Linked DNA regions of Sus scrofa: region 1 is linked to region 2. The links are chromatin contacts, called in public HiChIP or PLAC-seq maps. All regions are on one chromosome and are shown on one strand. Each heading gives the region's core, a stretch centred on a gene start, on an enhancer-like site or on the middle of the called end of the contact. The rest is flanking DNA. Distances are from core to core; before and after follow the strand shown.

Region 1 (5,121 bases), core at 1,229-3,728, 630 kb after region 2:
TGGCCACCTCCCAGGGGTGGGGAAGACCTCAGTCGCCGTGGGAGAACGGGGCTGGAGGACAAGGAGGGAGTTTCCACTCGAAGAAAAGTCGGAGTTCCGCTTCCCGAGCCGGCCCCTCTAGATGCCACCTTGTCTGATGCTGTGCTCACACCTGCACCCTGCTAAGTTCTGGTGGCCGAGAAGTGGGGGCGTGTGACGATATGGGAAACCACAGGGTTGAGAAAGTTGTGAAAAAGGAAGTATGGTGCCCATGGAGCCTGGGCTACCTTCCCCAGAGGCCAGCTACCACCTGCCCACTGACTGTCCCCTCCACACCCAAAGAAGGGGACACACAGGCTGGGTCAACCTTTGGGACCCCGGTGTTGTAAGGGCCCCCTAGTACCACCAGGCCATTTCAGAATGTGCAGACATACCACCCTCCCTTCCCCTGCCTCTCCCCACCCTGGAGCCGAAACCCGGCTGCAGGTGGAGACAGCCCAGGGCTGCCCACCCGGTGCCGATCTGAATCAGAAAAAGGAACCAAGCCCCGGTTTCTGAAGGAGCGCAGCCTCTCACTTCCTAAACAACTCTTCCCCCAAGCTCGGCCAGCCTTGTGGGGCAGGCCTGGAAGATGCGACTCTGCCTAGAGAGGCAAAATCAGTCATGTCTCTCGAGCCTCTTAGGAGCCAGTTACAACATGCTATGGTATTTCTTTACCATCTAAAGGAGTCATTATTATCTTTATTATTTTTTTTTCTTTTTTTTGCTTTTTAGGGCCACACCTGTGGCATATGGACGTTCCCAGGCTAGGGGCTGAATTGGAGCTGCAGCTGCCAGCCTACACCACAGCCACAGCAACTTAGGCTCCAAGCTGCGACACAGCTCACGGCGACACCATATCCTTAACCCACTGAGAGAGACCAGGGATTGAACCTGCACCCTCATGGATACTAGTCGGGTTTGTAACCCGCTGAGCCACAACAGGACCTCCCTACCTTTACTTTTCAAAGGAGGATGCTGGGGTGTAGAGGTGTTAAATAACCTGCCCAGGTCACACCACAGGCTTTGATGGCTCCAGAGTATATTATTCGACCTAAGTTCATTTCACAAGCGGCACCGTGGACAGTACCTGGGAAAGGACCCCAGACCCCAGGAGGGTAGAGGCCTGGGGTCCAAACTGAGAAGTGGGACAAAAGCACTTCCTGGGCTGGTGGACCAGGCAGGACAGGAACAGAGAGTGTAGGGGCTGCCTGGATACTTACCACACGCGGCCCCTAGTCTGTGACAGCCGCCACAGTCGCTCCCTGTCTCTGGGCCTTGGTTGCCCGTGAGTCTCTCTGTGTGTATACACTGCACACTACGAGCAGCAGGGGTTTGCACAATCCTCTCTCCCTCACCTGGCTTTCCTCGGTGGCCCCTCTCAGCTCAAAGACCACCTCCACGAGGCCGTCTCCTGGCCGGGTAAGGCTGAAGAAGCCCAGTCCTGGCCTGTGGCCCTTTCACGCTCTTCTCCAATGCCCGCAGCTCCCTGCAAGGCATCTACACCTGGCTCCACCTGCTTCTTGGGAGTCCAGCCTCAAGCCTCCTCAGACTTGTCCTGCTGGCCTGACTCAGGCTGGAGGGAGGGCCTGTCTGCACACACCAAGGACCACTCAGCACCCTAGTGATTCATTTATGCACATTTCCCTTCCTGGGCATCCTGAGGTTATGCATGCGCCGACCGAACACACATGCATGCACGCGCACGCACACTCAGGACAAGGGAGGGGGGAGGGGACCCGACTCCTCTCAGTAGGGTTCCCACGGTGCCACCACCACCGCACACCGCCAGCAGAGAGGGAGATCAGGAGCCTCTTCAGGCCCCTAAGCTCCGTCATCTTCCACTAGGTGGCAGCCCCCAACTCCAAGTGCCAGGAGAGAGCTTCTCAAAAGGTGAACCAACCCAGCTGCGGAGAGCCGGGGAAAAGTGACGGGGAGAGGCGGAAGTTAGCTTTTCCCACCCGCCACGAGAGGAAGTAAAGAAAAGCCAGATGCAACCCAGGGGTTCAATCACCACTCCCAAGTCCCTACGGCCTTTGAGGAGGCCACGGTCTCAAGCCCTACTCCCAGCCCTTTGAGGTCGGGGACCACCGGCTGGCGCCTCGTCTGCTCCCAGCCACAGCAGACACCCCCTACCAAACCACCACCAGCACCTGCCAACGGGGGCGGAGTCAGCTCAAGAACAGAGTGGTCCCTGCTTTAGGGGAAGGGGCTGCAGCTTCCGGGGTTGCTGGAGAAGGAGAGGGCCCCTTCTAATGGGAGTCACTGCAATTACTGTTTACTCCCCCTCCCCATAAAACTCCCTCCAGTGCATGGGAGTTTCTCTAAGGGAGTCTTTTCGTGTCTCCTCTCTGAAACTCCTGAGGACCCTCAAGTCTCCACGTCCCCTTGGCCGGGCCCCTGGGAAGGAGCAAGCGGGAGCGCTCCGAGGCCACCCCTCTTACCTGCGTCGCGGTCAGCTCTGGGCAGCAGCTGTCCGGCAGCTCACCAAGTAGGGCCCCTCGGCGCGATGGCCCGCCCACCTCAGTTTCCATTGGCCAGGTATCTGGACTGTCACGCTCCCATTGGCTACTCGTCGACATAAAGGCGGGGCCAACCTGGAATCCTGTGCTTCTTTCCTACTCATTTCACTCTCCTCCCTCCCTTCCTCTTTCACCCCAACCCCCCCATTTCCAGGGATCATGTGATTGGAGAATCATGTGACGCCCTGGCCGACTCTGCCAGGCTTCGAGTGTCCGCCTCGCCCGCCGACTCCTGAGATATTAACATCCAAGGGAGCTCTCGGTTAGAGCGTGCTTCCAGAGCTTTCGCAGGCCGTCGGCTTCTGGTCTTGGAACATTTGTGCATCCTGTTTCTATTCTGTTCAGTCAACTCGGATTTAATGCTGGGCAGCCAGGCCCCAAAGGGGGTTGAAGGAGAGTTGTGAGGGCAAAGATGAACAGCTCTCAGGCAGGCCCTTTCCTTAAGGTGCTCCCAGCAAGGGTGCGGTGGGGGTTGGAGAAGGGGAGACAGGCTCAGGTTAAATCTGATTTAAGGTACGAAGTCCTTACCTTACCTGTGCCAGATGCTCTAGGTGCGTGGAAGGGAAAGGAAGTAGGTTGGTTCTGGGCAGGGAAGAAGAGATTTCATTCCAACCTGAGGGCTGAGTTTTGAGCTGAGTCTTGGAGGATTTTAGGTGGCAGGTGGGGAGGGGTTGGAGAAATGGCCGGGGGGGGGGTGGTGTTGGGAGAAGCATCAGGAAACCAGATGGCAGGGGCAGCCTTGAGCAGGGATCGAGGGCCAAGTTCAATGTAGTGGACTTGAGGAACTGCTGGGGGTGTGGCACCCGGCTGGGCTGGAGGTGGGTGCGTAGCCAAAGTGGCTTCCTAATTTCAGTGGTCCCTGCCTCCCAGGAATTGATATGCTGCTTTTTCAAGTGTACCACATAGGACAGATTTGCCAGCAGCAGAAGCTAGACTGCTTGGTGCCCAGAAGCCCTGGCCTGGGCAGAGATGGGCAACGGGAAGTACCCCGAGAGAGAGGAGAGGCTCAGAGAAAGCCTGGTGCTGGGCCTTGGGGGAAGGACAGTGTTTGGTGGTGCCGAGTGGAGGGAGAGCTTGAGCCGAGGGTGAGGCTGGGGTTGGGGGACAACCAACCAAGATCCGGGGTGGTAGGGGTCTGGGTAGGGAGGAGGTGGCAGGGCTGAAGAATTGTGTGACAGTGGTGCTCTTCCTGGGACTGGAGAGGGCCCAGAGGTTCAGTAAGGCTCCTACTGAACGTCAAGACTACTCTGCACACTCGTTCCCCTTCCTGTGCATCTTTATGCTTCTGTGGACAAAGCGAGCACAGAGGGAGAGGAACGGGGGAGGGACAATATGGGGTAGGACATTAAGAGGTACAAGTTATTACGTATAAAATAAGCCACAAGGGTATATTGTACAACAGGGAATATAGTCAATATTTTATAAGAACTGTAAGCAAAGTATAGCCTTTAAAAACGGACTCACTGTATTGTCCCCCTGTAAGTGATAAGATGATGCACACCAACTACATGGTAATAAAAAGAAAAAACTAACCATCCTGTTATCCTTTGTTCCTTTTTCTCCCGTGTTTGTCTTTTTCTTATTGAACTGTGGGAGCTCTTTATATAGTTTGGATCAGGATATACGTTGCAAATATTTCCTCCCAGTCTATCCTTTGTCTTTTCTCTTTGTTGATGGTATCTTTTGTGGTCAGAAGTTATGTCATTATGTCATCTGAAACCTAGCCAGCAATCTTTTCCTTTGTGGCTTCTGCTGCCCCACCCCATGCTTAAGAAGGGAGAGATGTGTTCTTCGTGGTCTGTTACTATTCCTGCTGTGGTCCCACCTCAGATGCCAGCGCTGCCCCGGATTGAGGCAGCGCAGATGGTTCCACTGAGAGGCCTCACAGGAAGAGACCCATGGTTGTGTCTGTGGCTAAGACGTTCCTCCAGGTCAGCCCCAGGGCCGCTCTCACAGGTGGCGGTCAGGATAGAGCAGGAGAGCATGCCCTCCTTCTCCTTCTCTCAGCATCTCACTCCTCAGGGATTTCTTCGTCCAGAGTTACTGTTCTGCCCCCCACAGAAGAGTCACAGTTGCCCCAGGAGAGGGGCTTTTTCCCCAAGATCTTGAGTTGCTGGATAAGACAGGAGTTTCCACGGTGGTGCGCCGGGATCGGTGGTCTCTTGGGCGTGCTGGGATGCAGGTTTGATCCCCCACCCACCAGAATGGGTTAAGGATCCAGCATTGCTGCCGGTGGGGCATAGGTTGCGATTGTGGCTCAGATCCGATCCTTGGCTGAGGAACTCCAGATGCCTCGCGGAGGCCAAATAAATAAATAAATAAAAATAGCAGGATGTCCAGTTAAGTTTGAATTTCGCATTAGAGACAAATGCTTTTTGGCATAAATACGTCCCATGTGATATCTGAGACGTACTTTAAAATTATCCCTTGTGGACTGGAATTCAAAGTTTACTGGGCATCCTGTGTTTTTATCTGCTACATCTGGTGGCCCTGCACACCAAGGTTGGAGTGAGGGCACGGAAGCCACCTCCTCCTCAGACACACCTACCCCTTCCTTCCCCTTCCTGCCTGAGTCACCTCA
Region 2 (4,936 bases), core at 1,754-4,253:
ACCTTATAGCTCCATTTAAGGAGGGGGTTTTAACAGAAAAATGCATAACTTGGTCAAATTACTTACACATTAAAAAAGGAAAAAACTTCTAAAAAGGAAAACAAGAAAAGCAACCCTTCAGTTTCACATAATTAAAGAAGAGGATAAAGCACACAAGCTACATCATAGCTAAATTTACCAAACCAACCAAAGCCAGGGGGGATTTCTTTTCTGATTATGTGTCATAAAAAGGTCCACTGTCTTATATACACATGTATATAATGTTACATTCCATCACTGTAAAAAGTCCCCGTTGCCCCCTCCCCCCAAAAGTTTCAGCCTAGTCTCCAAACTTGGACAGCGGTGCTCGCTCCTGCTGCCTGTGCAGTTCGTTCTCCGTCAGCAGCTGGAGGTTCTCGGCGCGCAGGCGGTCCAGCTCCAGCTCCAGCTCCCGCACACGCGCGTCGTCGCCGCCGCCCAGCCGCTTGCTTTCCAGCCGCAGCCGGTTGTTCTCGTCCTCCATGCGCGAGAGGCACTTCTCCAGCTCCAAGTACTCTCTGATGAGCTCCTGCTTGCTCATGTTCTGCAGGCTCTCCGCGTGGTACCGCTCGTAGGTCTCCGAGAAGTCCCGCTGCAGAAACTCGCTGCCGTCTCCTCCCATTCCGTCGCTGCCCCCATCCTCCTCGCCTGCTTCTTCCATAAAGTCCTCATCGCTGGTGTCGTCGGATTTGGCAGCAGCCCGTTTGGGATAGAGGCCGGTTTTAAGATCCGGCTCCTCTTGGTCGTGATCATCCATGAGGAACTGCGTGGTGTTATAGGGAGCGACCGGCTGGCCCTTGGCGAACATCTCGGCTCGAATCCTGGAAGCTCGAAGGCTCTCTTTCTCGTCGAACTTTTTCTTCTCTTCCCAGGTTAGCGTGTAGTACGGTTTCCAAAGTCGCTTCTTCTTGGAGGGGCGTCTCCTATGTTTTTTCTTGCCCAATTGTCTCTGCTGCTGTCCCCACGCCTCCTCGCCCCCTGCAGCAGAAGCCCCCAACTTGTTGGCTTCGGGCCTCTGTTCCCCTCCCGCCGCCGGCGGGGGAGCTCCGCCAGCGGACAAGTCGTCCCCATTCTGGCCCTTCTCACCCGCTTCAGGGCAGCTGGATTCTGGGCTGACCTGGGTTTGCAAGGGAGGCAGCTGAGGCTCCTGGCTCCCTTCCCCCTCCTGTCCCGGACGGCCACCCGACTGGGGGGACGCTCTCGATTGCCACCTACTGTCCTCCTCGGGCACTCGCTCCTCCGCGCCTGGGGGGCGATCGGGGTTCCGCTCTTCATGTACAGCAGCGGCACCTGTACAGTTGCTAGTTTGAGGCTGGTGCTGATACTCTGACAAGAGTGGCTCATCCATGGCTAATAGAATCCTCTTCTCGAAGTTTGAAGAATTTTGGCTGTTAAGTCCTTAAAGAAAAAAAAGGTTTTTCTTTTCTTTTCAAAAATGTCCAACACAGTCCTCTTCGGTCTGTAATTCCTGCAGTGATGCCTTTAGCCAGTCCTTCTGTCAGCAAACTCCAACTGCAACTTGGGGAGTTCAAGTCAGTAAAGGGTTAAGCGCTCACAGCGCGGCCAGCTAGCGCGTCCAAGGGGGTGCAGCAGCAAAACAGTACGTAATGTGCAGAGGGGGTGGGCCTCAAGCCTCCCCGCAGCGCGCCCCGCTATCGAGGAGTTGGTGGGCAACGAGATGTTAAATCCAACGGGTTAAACCCAGCCCCGAAAGGGTTAAAACTACCCGATGACGCTGACTCCGAGGGGCTGGATCCACAAAGGGTTAAATCCCCTGCCGCAGAGCCCACAAGGGGTTAAAGTCCCAGAGCCACCTCCTCCCACTTCCACGGGTGTCGCTCCAACCCGGGCTCCCAGTTCCCTAGGCCCGGCCGGAGCCTCAACCGAGGACAGACAAACTCATCTCCCCTTTGGCTCGATGCTCTGCTCAGCTCAGTTCTCCTCCGCCTCCTCCTCTTTTTCCTCCCGCCCTCCTCCCCCTTCCGACAGCTCCTCTTCCGCCTCCTCCCCCGACTTCCCCTCCCAACCTGCCTCTCCACCTGCCAACTTCCAACTGCTGCCTCCCAGCCCGCTGCGCCCCTTTTATATAGAAGCCGGGCTGCCCCGCCTATGCGCATGCGTAACGGAGTCCCCATCCCTGGAAGCTGGGAGTCGTAGTTCCCATCTTTCAGGCCCGCCATCCTCGCGCGCCGTGCGACGTAGCCAATCCCAGGACGCGTAGGGGGCGTCTTCCAGGCCGTCTCCTTCCATCGCTTATCGCTCGCTAGAGAAACGTGGGTCACCATTGGCCAAGAGGCCCACGTCTCGCTGAGGAAGGAAGGCCAATCGCAGAGAAGATGGGGCGGGTTCTGGACCATACCATTCTGCTTCGGGAATACGAGAAGATTCCATGGCTATGAGGGCCCACACAGAATATTTTTATGAAAAGGTGCGTCTTAAAGGCTTTTTTCGTATTCTGTCCTCAGCGGAAAGGTTCTGAAGGTCATAAACATGTGTTAACTAAAGCAGGAATGGTTTACTCCTAAAAAATAGTCCCTAAAGTGCAAAAGAGGGTTAAATTCTATAAAGAGAGATATTGGCCCAAGGCTAATAAGTCTTAGATTCCTAAGATTACAAGAATGGCTTCAGAGTGTGTAGCTAGTGACTGGGATTGACATTTGCGGAAGGATATTGTGAACACAATTTGTGTTTTTTAAAAAAGCGCATGAAGAGGTAAACAAATGAAGAATAAAAAGTGCCGCCTTAAAGGGACAGTGTGACCGCAATCTCGGACTAGGCCTCCAAAGATGAGAAGGCAGGTTCGAGTCCTGGGTGACGTCCACCTTCGGACTGGCCTTGGGGTTCTTGGCCGAAAGTGGCGGAGTCCCAGCCCCAGCGTGGTTTTTTTCAGGACTGCCGCCGCCCCAGGAGCCAGTGCAAAATGGTGGGCCGTGACCGAGTCTCTAGCCTGAGCGGGGGAAACGCTGGGTGTGCATGCTGTCCGGCCCGGGGCGGGAAGGCCTTGCCCCTGCCCCCTCCCCCCTTCCCCCGTCCCCGGGGCCTCAGGTTCTTTGGAAGAAAATGGCCTCCTGAGGCCTTCTTGGTCTCTTCACTTGGGAACCGACCAGGAAATGCCCAGATAGAAGAGTGCAGGGCGGCTGATGAGCTGCTTTCTTGGGGGGAGGGGTTTGAAATTAATAAAGAGTTGAAATAATCAATCCTGGCTACGCAGAGAGAGAGAGAGCAAAAGAGCCACCAAGGCTCTTCGTCAGTGGGCGCTAGGCAACACCCTGAGGAAAGCAGAGCCAGAGGCTCCCCCAGGAGGAAGTCTTGCCCAGAAATGGGGGCAGGGGGATTCTGGCCCAGAACTATGGGCAGATTCATGGGGGTGGGAGGGACATACTCTCCTTGGGAAAGTTCTCCAGATTCCAAGCTCCCGCCCAAAAGATAGGGCCCAGAAGTAGCCCAAACTCTGTTCAAATCACTTAAGCCTCTCTGTAATCTCAGTTGGCCATACACTCAGTGACCCATTCCTACTATTTCTTACTTACAGCCTTGTCTTATATTCCAGCTGCTTTCCACTGCACAACGTTCTTTTACACACAGAACCATTTGCTCCACCACAGCCCTGCGGGTTAGGCAGAGTAGGGATTATTGTCTCTATTTTAGAGATAAGAAACCTCTTTAATGCTCAGAAATTAAGTGATCTGTCCAGGGTCACATGACAACTAAGTGGCAGTTTAGGCCAGAGCAAAGGTCTTTGTGACCCCGTACCATTTTTCTTTGTCACAGACACAAAACTCTTTTTTTTCGTATGAACTCTGGATTTAGTTCCTTTTTTTCTTTTGCACCTGCAGCATATGGAAGTTCCCGGGCCAGAGGTCCAATCAGAGCTGCAGTTGGGGCCCACGCCACAGCAACACCAAATCTGAGCCACCTCTGCAAACTAAGCTGCAGCTTGCGGCAATACTGGATCCTTAAACCACTGAGTGAGGCCAGGGATTGAACCCACATCTTCACAGAGAGGTACGGTCCTTAACCCACTGAGCCACAACAGGAACTCCTGGATTTAGTTCCTTTTCATCCCCAACAGCTTCAGCCTAATTTAGGCTCTTATTTCTTCCTTTGGCAATGATTTGATAAGAGAGCACAATGATGAATAAAGTATCATCCTTGCTACTCAGGGACTGTTTGGAGAGACGACCCAACCACAGTAAGCCAGAATAGCAAGTGAAGAAAATCCTGGTGGGAGTTTATGAGCCAAATTGCTTAGGAGTTGAGAATTGTGGACAGATTTCATGCAGGAGATGACTTCTTGGCCGTCTTTGAGTAGCATGAAGTAGGGCATTCTACAAAGCACATGCAACTTGTCCAAAGAAAGGACCTGTCTGGAGACTCGGGAGCTGTCCTTGGGGAAGCGATGACGGGCACGCCCAAAGGGAAAAGGCAAGCAACAGTGCCCCTGGGGCACCTCCAGATGTTTTGAAATTGAACATCCTAGCCTGTTTCCCTGAGCTTCCAAGAACTCTGAAAAGCCTGCCCCTCCTCTGTGCTGCTCATCAGTCGCAGGTGCCCTGAGAGCAAGAACTGCCCCTCATACTGGGAGCGCCCTGAGGTAAAGGGATTTTGCAGAGAACTCCACAGTCACAGTTTCAGACACCAGAGGACGCCTGGCTATCCTCAGTCAGGGGCTTTGGAAGGTACAGCTGAGCCCAGCCTGGTCTACTGGATAGGGCTCAGCTGCATGGGCTCATTTGTCCTATTAGGGGAGGCGTGGCCAGACTCATGGGTTGTGGAATTCCAGAATTCTATGAAACAAGAGGCCAGGCACCCTGCTATTAGCTGAGGTTTAACTCTTCGCCAGGCATTTTACATGTCCTGCTCATATAAACCCCTGGACTGCCTTTACAACGAAGAGATCCTCGTCGTTATTCCACAA

Evidence for each region. HiChIP or PLAC-seq counts read pairs in DNA pulled down with a chosen protein or histone mark.
Region 1: a contact with region 2 is called in an H3K27ac HiChIP or PLAC-seq map of alveolar macrophages. The contact joins the promoter of GRN here to the promoter of HEXIM1 in region 2. A contact is called at or near these places in 1 of 5 promoter capture datasets (liver) and 1 of 2 datasets of contacts at active chromatin or transcription factors (alveolar macrophages).

The regions. Positions count from the first base shown.
Region 1 is chr12:18,897,966-18,903,086 of Sscrofa11.1, forward strand. It overlaps GRN (granulin precursor), which reads right to left and starts at 2,479. Exons shown (of 13, transcript NM_001044578.1): 1 at 2,463-2,479.
Region 2 is chr12:18,267,086-18,272,021 of Sscrofa11.1, forward strand. HEXIM1 (protein HEXIM1) reads right to left here and starts at 3,004. Exons shown (of 1, transcript XM_003131323.5): 1 at 1-3,004. The coding sequence starts at 1,366. The coding sequence ends at 320. It also overlaps a transcript of ACBD4 not described here.